2 separate regions of the Oryzias latipes genome follow, and region 1 is linked to region 2. A link is a contact called in public Hi-C data. All regions are on one chromosome and are shown on one strand. Each heading gives the region's core, a stretch centred on a gene start, on an enhancer-like site or on the middle of the called end of the contact. The rest is flanking DNA. Distances are from core to core; before and after follow the strand shown.

Region 1 (6,867 bases), core at 2,606-5,105, 150 kb before region 2:
TTGGCCTCCAGTATGAAAGAGCTAGTGCTTAATTCAGGCCTGCTGAATGGCTTTCTGCGCCCGGAGCCCCGAAAACCTCTCCAATAAGATGAGCAGACAAGACAATGGCGAGGAGCTAATCTTGTCTTTATGCAGCCTTTGTCTGTGAGTGGAGACACTTGTAGAGGCGGTGTTCAGGTAAGACAGCGTGTCAAAGGTTAAGCTAGGAGATCTAGACGTGCACACACAAGTTAATTAAAGTTTGTCTAAGGGGGTGAGAGCGTCTGTGGACGAGGCTGCTGGAGTCTGAGGCCTGGCCTGAGAAAGGAATGCTGTTCACTTCAAAGTTGGCCAACAACTGTTTTAAAAAAAAAGGGAAAGTGGAACAGAAGTCTGAACACTCACTAACACATGTCTTCCTTATAGGTGGTGCACCGTAAACACGTGTAGGAGCTTTAACAGCCACTTAGCTAGGCAGGAAGATCAAACTGGCAGCCACAGCCTTTATTCAAGGAGATCTGATCAACTATGCAAAGAAGGATCATTTGTAAGTATGGAAATATGTAAATATAAATATGTATAAGGAGAGTGAAACTGTTGACACTCATACTGAATGAAGAGGATATAAAGGTGAACCACTGGTACATTCTTTCATTTTGGGAGTAGGATGTTCCCTTGTTTGTCGCGTGGGTTAAGTTCTAAAAATAACTTGCGATTGGTAAAATCCCCAAAGTAGGATCATTAGGATGCTTTGAGGCTAAACAAGTCCTCATTACACACTTTCTACACTTTTCTCAGACAGACATGAGAACATTTTCACATTTTCTCTCTTGTCTGAACTCCCAAAGTTTAAACCTGCAAAAAAAAATAAGTCCGGGATTATGGAACGAAAAACAGAATTCTGATCTCAAAGATGTGTTGGGGAGGAGAGCAGCACATGTCTGTACAGGAGACACGGCAAAGAGGAGATTGATTGACAAGATCTCCAATCAATCAGGATCCACAAAAGTGCGCTGTTTGAAAAAGAAAAAAAAAAAGCATGGAAAATTGTTCTGAAAATGATCAACAAAACGGCGAGACCATGAAAGGTGAACTCCGACCTGGCAAGGAGACACTGTAGTAAAAAATAAAGCAGAGGGACTGACCTGTAGCTATAAAAAGATGTCAAAATTGTATGATAATTAAAAAAAAAAACATTTCTGGTTTGTGCTGAAACTATGGCTTTAAAAACAGCTGTTTGTTCCACTTTTAAAAGACAAAAAGAGGTTATGAATAAAATGAATGTGAGTTTACAAAACAACAATGTACATGGTTAAGCTGAATAAAGGCAGAACCGATTCACATGATCAGTAAGAATATCTGAAAAAAGATATACTTCATCTGCCTTTGCAGAAAGTTTTTACAGCAATTTATGAAGCAATGCATTGACACCACATAAGACAACCCACTTAAAAGGCCTCCAGCTTTAATAGTCTAATCTATGTAAACTATGTCCATGATCCTTACAGTGCTGCTCTCACATGTTTTACTCATTTGACTGTGGAACACATCTTTTCAAAACCTTCAGAGATTCATTCTTGTATTCAAATGTTTTTCTCATTTTCACGTTAGGTGACATATTTCTTTATCTCTAAAAAACTTGTATCTGATCACTAACATGAAATGATTTGAGATTTCAAGAAAACTAGGCTGGTAGAAAATCAAGTTGAACTAAAGAATGAGCGAAGAAACAGACAGCAGACGTGTAGAGGAGGAAGAGGATAACCTCTGGAGGGATATAAAAGAGAGTAGTCTGGAGAAAGAGATGAAGAGGAAGGAAGGAGGATAAGGAGGAGCGAAGATGAGCAGACAGTGTCCTTTATGTATTGGCCGAGTGTCTCCCAGGGCTTTTGTAATGCTTTATACAGACCTACTTTCCAAGGTCGCTGCACGGCTGCCTTCCCCAGCTGTTTTCATATTTAGTTTAGCCTCCTTCTTTATTTCTATCTGTGATTGTAGCACAGGTTATTACCCAGTGACAGATTATCAACAGAAAGGTTTACGTAAAAGACTAAATTAATGAGACACGGTTGAGATTTTAATCCCTGTTATGCTATGCTGTGCTGCACGCATACAACAAGACAACTTTGAGTTACACATTTGAAACCAAACAGCATGTTTGGTTGTCAGTGGGTGTCTGGCAGATACTAGAGCTCTCCAATGTGCAATTAAACCAAGAACATATCTCTTTGCTCTCAGCAAAGCTTAGTATTGCAGTGATTCATTTTAGCATATGACAGAATCTGAAGAATTTGGTCTGAGAGATTTTAGGTTCCAGCACAATTAGCTGCTCTGAGCCTAAAACAAGACAATGACAAGTATAATCAGGAAGACTCACTTGACAAAGTGAAACTCATCATCATTAATCATCTAATCAACAGAAGTGCTTTTTTATACAAAAGTAAATCCAACCTTAACTTGAGCTATCTGTCTGAAAACTATGTTCGTCTAACCAAAGGTACAGTATATGCAAGCACAGAGTAAATAAATCAATGCACAACTTCATTACGTCTGACAAAAGGCTCCAAAACACATTCTACATTAAATGGCAATTTAAATTTAGAAAATATTTAATGACAAAATTAGAACAGCCATAAACTTCTTTGTTTTTTACTGTTTCCCTCAAAATCTGAAACATTTAAGGCACTAAGTCAATCAGTGTTTAAAAATACATGTCAGAGAGCCATTTAGACATACCTGGTTTGCCAACAAAGACGATAACAATGATTGACACACAGGACATCAGTGAGTAACATTTGGCAGCTATACCATCATTTGGGTGAATCCTCATTTCTGATTGGGTGGGGATTAAAAAGTAAGAAGTTACGGTCACATAGCCCAAATGTGCTATATCACTGCGCTGGCCTAAACGTCAGTTGGTATTTCATTTATTAACATCTTTTAAACAAATAATAAATAAACCTACCACAGTTTATCACAACAGCAAGACAGAAAAGATGAGTGATTTTATAGTTTCCTTTACCTGTTGATCATTTTAAAGATTGCTATGCAGCAGAACAAACGAGAAAAAAGAATCTGGAAAAGGAAGAGATGAGACACGAGGAGGAATTGAACTATTTAGGATTTATGTTTTTTAAAAACAAACTTTTGCTTCATCATCAGGAAAAAAACAAGCAGTAAGAGGAGAACTTTCTCTGAACTGATGCTTCATGTGACCTATAATGAAGATCAGCATGCATCTATCTTTCTATCCATCCATCCATCCATCTATCTAAAACACACCTTTCCTTTGCCACTATAGTGAAGGTCGGTGCGGGCTCTGTAGCTGTTACCATGACGTGTCGCACGATGTATCAAATAGTCTGCTTTTTGTGAAAAGTGATTTAAACCTTAAAAAATAATAAGATTTAAGTACTAAAAATTGATTGAATACCCAATTCTTTTGTAATTGACCATAGTATAAGCAGGACAATGGTCTTCAAAGCGTCCATTTACAGAAATGAACAGACTTCACGTTGGACGGTTCAGGCTTCCAAGGCACTCTTTGTTGGACATTAAGCCTTTACATGTAAAACAGATTGGAGGAGGTTACATTTAACTTAATCTAAAATGATAGCTCACAATTGCTTAAAAAAGTTATAGGAAAAGTCATTTACACTTAAAAGGACATTACAGGTACAACTCAGTGACAAAACTATCTTCTTGCAGGTTTAGTCTGGAGCCCAAGGGAGGCGAGTCCCTATAGATTTCTGTTCTCTGTCAAAATGTCACGTACATATGGCAGGAATATCACAGGAACGACCCCACTATGACCCCTTCTACCATCTGCTTTAACTGGGCTACACCAGTCCCTTTAGCTTGCCTGCCTACACGGTTCCTGACCCATTCCACATGCCAAAAACAAGACAGATGCCCCTGAAACCCCAACTGAAGACCCAATCCGCCCTGAGCTCTCAACAGCCCTTCATTGCCTCTTGTAGTCATCCAGACCTGACACCCAGGATCTCCTCTATCTTCTTCTTTTTCCACTGTTTCTACAGTGCAGCTTCACTCCGTCTGTGAGGAGACTTATGCTGTGTGATGATAGAGGACCCCAGTGTACTGCGTGCAGAGCTTACAGCCTGTGAACAAGTTAGCATGTTTGTGTTTGGTTAGCGTATCCAGAGGATCATAATCTTCAACTGCCTTTATTTGAGCACGGGGCATTTATTCAAAACGGAGCAGAAATAGCTCAGAACACATGCAAACCAAAACTCCTGCATACTTGCATTCGCAGTCACAGACGCAGGCACACAAACACACACACACAAACAGGAGGCCGCGGTCCATCCTCTGACCGGTCGGTGACCTGACAGCCCAGCAGCTGCTAGCTGTTTGATGTTTCACTCTGAAGATCATATTTCATTTCCAGGCTCTTCAGCCAATAAGAGAAACACAGACTCACAGAGGGAGGCTCTTCTTCATCGGCTCAGCTTTTGGCACCATAGCGCCACCGACCAGACAAGTACTGTGAAAACCTTTAAAGGATCAGCTATAGTAGCATCTGTGTAAAATGAATTCCCAAAAACCTTCTTCTGCAGTGAATCTGAAGACCCAGGCTAACACAGAGTCATGTTTGTGAAATTCAGACGCACTTCACAGAGTAAAAGGCAAAATCATAAAGTCAAACAAGACACACACACACACACTAATAAAATCACCAAAAAATTGCACAACAGAGAGTGCAGTAAGTGTCCTTTCCTGTGTGTGTGTGTGTGTGTGTGTGTGTGTGTTTGTGCTGCAGATGGACACAGGCTAGACATTAAAGTCCTTGGCTGACATGAAGTCATCACATGGCAGCAGTGTCTAACGCTCCCCACAGAGACGTGTGCACACAAGCAGAATCTCCTCACACATACTAATACATAACTAAATGACGAGCTTTGATTAATTATTTAATAAGAAATTTTGTATAGTTCTGTTAGAAAAAGTAAAGCATTGGTTTTCACATTGATGCCTCTTGTACGTTGTCTTTTTTTTTCTAGGAGATGCCAGGGTTAATCCCAATGAAGAAGAAATTGCTGACTAACTATAAGCCAGAAATTGCCAGTGGTGTATGCATTTTTGGATTTTATGGACTCAACACTGAGTTCAGTACCAGCAGGTCCTACGTTTGAGCCCAGGTATGGTTATAGTCTAGCTGCATTAGCAAGAGCAGACCAAGTAAATTACAAGAGAATTGCTTTACTGTGGCGACCCTCTATGAGGGATTTATTCAAAGGAAACATCACAGGAGTTTATTCTAAATCTAAACCATGGTAGGTGAAATCTGTGAATTAGTCATCTTAATTTTTTCTAGATGTTTTAAGGTTGTAAACCCTCCTCCCTTCACACTTTACACACCTTTTTAGACAAATTTTAATATTTTTTTACACTTTTGTCTCTTGTTTAAACTCTCAAAGTTCAAACCATCATAGAAAAATTAGGTCCAGTATTGTAGAACGAAACCACAGATATGCCTGGAACTGAAGATTTGTGTAAATAAGGCAAGCTGAACTTTTATTGTGCAGGACACACAGCATGGTGGAGATAGATGGAAAGGGTTTATAGCCAATCAGGACGCAGAACACAACCTGTAAGACCGCAAAAGACATTGTAGCGAGAGACCACTGTACAGTTCTTGGCCCTAACGGTCTTCAGGTATTCTTTTCTTAACCCTTGTGCTATCTTAGATGACCCCCCCCTTACAGTGACGTGTTCTCCCTACCATGACAAAGGTGGATAAAGGTGGAAAGATTTCATGGAATCCATGGACACCAGTGAAGATCACAAATCAGTGAAGAAAAAAGGTTCAGAGCACTGTCTAGTGGGTCTAGATGACCCAACTCCCAATGTTAAAGTGCCCAGGATAGCACAAGGGTTACAGTTGTAAAAATGATGCTAATAGTTAGGCAAGTTGGAACAAAATTTCACAAGCTGCATTGAAAACCATATGACAAAAGAAAAGCCATGTTTTGCCTGATTGCGTTTTTCATCCGCTGTTAGGAGTGGATTAGGCTTCTTACTGTGTGGCCACTCAAGATTGAGAAGCAGAAAAGGGACTGCCCCAGGCTAAAGGCCAGATTTAGTCAGCTCTCTCAGAATGAAGGACATAAACACACACAGAAGTAAGGGTCTCACATAAGCATCTTCACCAGGAATTTATGAAGAAGGAGGCTTCGGTGCAAACCTGGTTGCTCATCCTTGACTGAACACGTACACAGGCATATGTGTAGACGCCATGTATTTGAGAGGCACTAACAAACATTAAAACTGCACACACTCACTCCCCTGAGTTTCACAATTACATAAAAATAACTTGATGTGACCCTTCTTCTGCTGAAATGGCATTGAAAAGTGGGGTGCATTCCCTCTTGTTGAAAAAAAGGGATAATTGTTCCTTGTTTGGTGACAAGGAGCTAAGCAGTAAGTCCGACATAGCTTTGCTAAATTGCTCACTCAAGTGGTTTTGTCACATTGTAAGAAAAAAAGGGTGGCTTTATATTTTGGGTGAGGTTCCAGTCCAGAGGAAAAGAAAACTGACAACATCATAAACATGCATCTTTGACTTACAAACAATAATGCCACTACTTAAAAAAAGAAATAAAAAGAAAGAAACCCAACAATTTGACACAAAATATTGTCATTCATAATTTATTGATGATTTTTGATGAGAGCTCAGAGTAAATGCTCAAATAAAACAGAAATGTCCTCTTTTTTCTCTACATGATAGCAGCTGGCAAACATACCAGGCTGGGTGTGACGCATTAAAGATGTCAAAGAATTTGGTTTGTTAAACCAAGAAACACCAAACACTTGGTCAAGTATTATTTTGACGAATCATGGCTCAATGTACAAAATTCATAAAGA
Region 2 (6,695 bases), core at 3,549-6,048:
ATGATCACACTGGAGTTTGCAAACAAAAGCAATTTGTAGTAGGCAAATGTCTATAAAAGTTATTTTTATAGACTTTTCAGTATAAAGTAGTCTATGTGGCTGAGCTGGGAGAGGTCTCCATCTTCAGAAACCACTGAATCCCTGTTAGAGTCACGGAGATGCTGATCCTTCAAAGACCTTGGATTTAACTCCACTATGCACTGCACAATGCAAAGACTTCTATGTTTGGTAGCATGTTTACACTGTCAGAAGGGTTTGCAAGTCTGCACACCTTAAAAGTATCGTCAAGCATTTAACTGAACCCACATTTTGGAGATGTAACTCATAATTGGTTATATTTGATGATGAAGAGGTGCAAATCAAATCAAATCAAATCAAATCAAATGTATGCATTTATAACAGACTGGAAGACCAAAGCAGCAGTATTGGTATCCCATAAACATGCAAATGCTGACACCACAACAGCCCCATCTCATCAGTTTTCCATAACAAATGAACTTAAAGTTATCTTTATGATCGGGGAAAGCATCCAAATTCTTCATATGTTGACTGCAGGATCAGGACTCTGTTTTTTAATCCCCAAAGCTCCACTTATCAAATATCACAGGGGTGGGGGCATCCATTGCCGTCTGTTTGAATCATTAGCACATTTCCTATTCAAACAGGGCATGAAAATGACATTTAAATGAAAATATTAAAATCGGCCTATACTTGCAGAGCCACCTGTAGCGTATGTAAATGCACTTAGCAAAAGCCTGTAGTTGCTGATGCTCCTAAAACTACAAAATTACAATGTTTGGCAAAGATCCAGAGACAAGGAGAAGGGGAAAATACTTTTTTCTACTTTTCACAACTAAACCACATTTTGTTTTAAAATCTGGCAATTTGAATTTATTTAAACAACTGTACGGTTTTTCTTTTTTTTCAAAATTTGAAGATATATACTAAAAACGAACATCAAAAATAAGTCAACAGCGCATTGAATGAGTCTGCATGTGTGCTGTGCTTCATTACCCTATGCAAAGAAAAGTCTGAGCATCAGCAGGATGTGCAGAAGAAAATGTTTTGGCCTGCTAAGCCCTCCTGATGGCAACATAGTCTGCTGGTAAAAGTACCGGTGAGTCGATATCCAAGGAGGGAAATGTAAAAGCTCAGCATGAGAATGCAACAGTTTCTCCACCATGCTCTGACTGTCAAGTGTTCTTGGATACAAAACACAGTATGTAGAACGAGCAGGAGGAAAGAAAACTCAGTTGTAGCTTAAATACCATTGTATACATAGCCATGGTACAAATGGATAGCAGGTATGACATATTTATGATTTTATTTTAATTCATTTAACATGTTTTTGTATTTTTAATTTTGAATATAAATAAGATAATGTGTTTTTTTTCTCCATTTCATTTTGTTAGTTTACAATATGGCTTACAAACAGCATCTAAAAAGAACATGTAGTTTTTAGCAAAAGTCAGGTTTAAAAAAGTGTATTCAAAAGCAAATGAAATTCTTCATAAGCACTGCTGTGTGTTTTAGCCTGTGACCTACCCGGTGCGTTTGGTGATGGTGCCGAGGGTCATGGGCTGTTTGATCTGAGCCAGCGGCAGCACCACCGTGAGGCTGGGCAGCTGGCTGAGCCGAGGGTTCCCCATGTTGTTGTTGGTGAAGTTGTTGTAGGAATCCTGGTTACTCAGTTTAGCTGTGAAGACATGACAGACTAGTCAGTTCCAGAGCTGTCTGACTCAACATGTCAGTTGAAGACTTTTCCAAGTTGTGTTTAAAAGCCTCTATCATCCTTTTCTTAAGCCTCTGAGACTGGTATATGATCATATATTACCTTTAGCACACCAAAAGATGATTTTTTTTAAAATGAAATATTACTTATTTTTACAGCTCATTTTACTACCCAGAAGTAAGGCGACTTGATCTCTGAGGCTCCGCCTTTCGCTCCTTGTGGGTGCCGCCCATTTCATGATGTCAACCTAGTCAGCCTGGGCAGTATGTCTGCGTTTCACCCACAAAAGCAAACACCCTCCAAACCTTTGCAAAGATGGATGTGAATATTGTGTATATAAAATGAAAGCGTTGAGCAAATGAGTGCTAGCTCCACAGAGAAAGTGGTTGTGTGTGTGTTAGCCCAGAGCCAGTGCTGGCAGAGTAGACTCTTCCTGGAAGGGGCTGTTCCTATCTTTGTGATGTCATAATGTGAGAACCTGCTCGTTTTCTTGGATTGGGAGGTGCAGGTTTTTCAAAAGAAAACTCTGAGATGCTTGAATAAAGTGAAATACCGCTTTGGTTGTTTATAGTGAGGAATCAACATTATAAAACACTTCAAAGCTCAAAAAGTTTATTTTGCATGACATACAGTAGCCCCTTTACCACTACATTAAACATGACTCAGTGATAGTGACAGCTTTAATTCACAGTCATTGTTTAATGTTCTGTTACTATTGAGCTCAGTCATCTTTGAAGATGCTAATTTGCAAATATGCTCTAGATAAATCTATTGCTACTTTCTGCACAGCAGAACGGCTTCATTAAAATGCGGCACCTTTGTTTCTCTTATGAAACTATTTTCAATTTTTCTGTTAAGTTTTATTTTCCTGGAAAAGAAACACCACCCTTTCTCACTTTTTGCTGCCTCACTCATGCATCGCCCAAGCTTTCCCCAGGAATGATTGGAAGTAACCAGCTCAAGATGCTACATGACAAAGACTCTGTTTTTGCTGCCTGGCAGTCTGTTAATCAAGAGCAATCAAATGGCCCTGCACTCTGCTACAACACACATACGGCCAAACACATAAACGCACCACAAAGACAGATGATCCAGAGAAACCTATCTCAGGCCGCATACACCATAAAGCTCCAGTCAAACATAATCAGGCCATCTCAAAGGGCTCCTTAAAAGCCTAATGATCTTAACCAGCTAAATCAGTGAGAGGGAGGCCACTGGTTCACTTACTGTCTAACTTCCTGTTTTACAGCGATCATGCAACTAGCCTCCATTTTGCAGAGAACACCACAGTTTACACACATCATGCAGACCCAATCCCTGACAGGATAAGCAGGGCACAAAACTGTTCTCACTAAGATTGACTGACTTTGTTTTTAGCAAATATATTCATAAGGCACTTTAAAGTGGGTATTAGTTCTGATTGGCCTTAAATCAAATTAACTACAAACAAGTAGAATCTCTGATTGAAGGGGGGAAAAAAATAACTACGAATTTTGGGCATAATTTTAGATTTTTTTTCTCAAATAAGCTCTGAACTGGTTCTTAATTAAGGATGGACTGATGTAGTTTTTGTTTTGGCCAATACCTTTAACCGATATTTCCCCTGTAGCTGTGGACGATGGCCGATATTTAAGCATCTACTGTAACACAGAGTTTAGATTTCCTTTTCTTTTCTTTATGAGAAATACACAACTTTTCTTTTACCTTGACCTTTTTAACATACAGCAAAGGATCTCATTGAAACAAGGATCACTTTCAAACATTCATATAAATACATCTGAACACATTCAAACCATTTATTGACTATCGGACATAACTGTAAACCATAAACTCCCCATTGCCAGGGATCTATTAGGAACAACATTAATAACATTTACATTAAAACAGTCAATTACCGACTATGACTGTGAACATAAGCTTCCCAATCTGCAAGTATACATTTAAAAAATAAAGTGTTTCTGAAAACATTCAGAAAAATATCGGCAGATTTTTGAAAATATCGGACCAATACCGTAATACTTAAATTATGCAAATACCAGCCGATACCAATACTGGCACCGTTATAACCCCCGTACCCATTCTGAATCTTTTCAACATGAAAATTTCTCATCCATAAAGTGCAAAATTTCAACTCTCCATTTCTTAAATTGTGTTTTCCGGGTTCATAGACTTTCAAAGAGCTGCAGCTAATCTTCATGCTTTGTGAAGATCCTCTAAGGTTTGCTTTGGACAATGCTCGTTTTTTTCAGTCCAATCTTTGCATCAGTCAACCTTCAGAGAGGGTTTCAGGCTGGATCAGTGGTGAGCTTCTTTTATAATTTAGGTGCATATTCTTTTATAATTTTAGTGTGTTGTCTTTCATGGTTAAAAAAAAATAAGTCAGTGGCTAAACAAGCAAAGAAATAAAAAAAATCCCAGGCAGGTGATCAGCAAAAGAATGTGAACATTCACAGGCTTGACACATGGAATGCTATGTGTCCCAAATTATTTGCAAAAATCTCAACATTGTGAAATGAACTTTATGAGATAGTAACATCTTAAATTCATGTATTTCAGTATGTATCGTTTAGATTGTATCAACATTATCTTTCTAAAACCTCACGCTGACTACATTTTCAGTCAGAGAACATGAAGAAGTTGTTAACTACAATTTTAGTAACAATAATTTACGTGGTTTGCGTGTTTATTTGCTTTTTACCTTTAATAAAAGGTACAATATAATAAAGATTATAGGTGAAAAATGACACGGTTTCAATAAGTTATAGGCAATAAAACAAAACAAACAAATCTGTTTTCAATAATGCAGCAATTGCTACAACAAAAGAAGTGTATCCTGCTGGCAGCTCAAGGAAAATTCCAAGTTTAAGGGCTTTGAAAAAATGAAGCGCAAACCTTTGGGTGCACTACAATACACACTGAATGTTTTCCTTGTTCTGTTTGTTGCCTTAATAGATGAGTGACAGCCACGTAACATAAAGGAATGAAAAGGAGGGAGGGGGTCCACAGAGACAAAGAAAACAAGGCACACATCAAAGGTTACAATAAATGTGGAACAGCAGAGTGCCTTGTCATTATTGGGAAGGGGCGATCAAGAGGAGTTTGAATGTGAGCGGAGAGGGACTGCTGAGTGTTTTGGTGCAGCCTTTTAGATCATTAACGTGTAGCTCTGAGTTTCATTAGTCCTGCCAAAGCCCTGCTTTGTGGCCTTCCTCTGGCCTGTCTCTTAGACTTCTGTTGGCCAACAATGCTGCATGACTTTCATAGAGGGGAGAGGAGACCATTACCCCCAAGCTGGCCTTCATTCCAACTCTACTACTCTCTCAGACCAACCGCCAGAGGCCTGGACCGAGGCAGCTCCTGAAAGCCCTTCACATTGCTAAAGTGCTACACCCCCAGAGCCAGGGAAGCCACCTTTTGTGTTGTGGGGACGGCAGCAGATGAGGAAAAAAAATAATCTGTGCAGGAAGCAGCCTGAAAGGCCAGAATGGTCCTTGAGTCAAAAGACGAGAGGGGGTGAGGGTGGGGGTGTCAATGAATTTAGCATCCACTTCCAAACTGGACCTTTCACTTTTGGTCCGCTGCTTCATTTGTGTTCAACCCCCACTCCTCAAAAGAAGCCTTCCCTCTAAACCCAGGCACTACAGGGTTGCAGAACAGGTGTGGCCAGGCTGAGAGTGAGGGGCGCTGATCAGTATTGGCCAAAGCGCCACAACGTGCTGCCACTCGAGGCTAGGGGTCACAACCTTCCAGACAGTGAAGACAGGCTGTTCGGGACGTGTTGAAGACTGGGGATGATATGTGAAGACAGCCCGAATGGTAGAAAGGCTAACAGAAAGACGTGTGTGAGGATGTGGGTTTGGGGTGGTGGGCTGGACACGATCAGCAAAAGAGAAGATTAGCACTCCTGAGGTGCAAATATGTGACTCACACTAGGATTTTCCTCTAACCGTCCAGGAATGAGACTACAAACCAAAAGTCGATACATTAAAACGTACTAAAATGTGTTAAAACGTTGTATAAGTTATGAAACAAACGTTCAGGTGCCATGATTCAACTTCAAGACAATGCCACTAAGCTGAATCACAACTATCATTGATAACATCATGAAAAACAGAATATTTCATGGTTATAGTTCCACGTGAAAATTCCAATCTATGATATATGCTTAATGCACTGCAAGAAATGGATACTTAAAATGAAAATATGTATTTTAAAAGATTTAATAAACAACTGAAGAGTGGTAAATAACTTCAAAACCACTGACATTGCAGGTTTAGAAAATAAAACTTTATTAGTACATTACCTTTGAAAAAACACTGTACTGTTGAAAGGAACAGGCTTTTGTAATAAAGCTTTGAATTCAGTTCACATTTAAACTATTCTAAAACATTCCACGTCTAACTTAACACTGGTCGACTGGTCGTGTTTGGTCTTGCAAAGAGGCAAACGTAAACCCCAGAGAGGTACATCCAATAAAAAGTTAGCTGAAGAAGAGAAACGCCTGCTTGTAATGTATGTCTGTGATGATTACTTTAGATATTAATAGCAGTGAATGAGTGGACAGGATGTCTGCTCTGCCACTGTCCAAATACTTTTGACAATGCAATCGTGTGAAACTGCATGTCTTTGCAGCTATTTTCATAGACAGGGTGCTGGAGTAAACCTATGCAAACAACTGATTAAGGGTGTGTCACCCATGGCAAACAGTAGGAGGGAAAATCAGGTCTGTGAATGGCTCCCAGAGACCTAATGAAACACAATCAAAAATGATGAGCTTTTTTTACTTCAGTTTATGAACAAATCAACATGTCCAGTCTATTAAAGACAAAGATATTAAGGGCCTGATAAAGAACTGAAAGATGTTTGAATAGTACACAGCTGTCACTGTTAGTTTTACCAGCTCGGTCGTTCACATACTGGTTCTAAATGCTGAACACATTTCTTAAGCCAATGAGCTGTTTTC

Evidence for each region. A called contact is a pair of places that touch in the nucleus more often than the background predicts.
Region 1: a Hi-C map of embryo shows a contact between it and region 2, with 1.9 times the contacts expected there. The contact joins two enhancer-like sites. A contact is called at or near these places in 3 of 5 Hi-C or Micro-C datasets (all in embryo).

The regions. Positions count from the first base shown.
Region 1 is chr13:29,798,394-29,805,260 of ASM223467v1, reverse strand. The region is part of intron 23 of bcas3 (breast carcinoma-amplified sequence 3); the gene reads right to left. Among protein-coding and RNA genes, the nearest start is that of LOC110016264, 72 kb to the right of the region's middle. Within about 2 kb of position 3,855, at least 4 of the 8 cell types and tissues checked have an H3K27ac peak or open chromatin away from gene starts, as enhancers often do. A contact at or near this core is called in embryo, where this site is marked.
Region 2 is chr13:29,651,139-29,657,833 of ASM223467v1, reverse strand. bcas3 (breast carcinoma-amplified sequence 3) reads right to left here. Exons shown (of 25, transcript XM_023961828.1): 16 at 1,546-1,696. Among protein-coding and RNA genes, the nearest start is that of LOC110016264, 75 kb to the left of the region's middle. Within about 2 kb of position 4,798, at least 3 of the 8 cell types and tissues checked have an H3K27ac peak or open chromatin away from gene starts, as enhancers often do. A contact at or near this core is called in embryo, where this site is marked.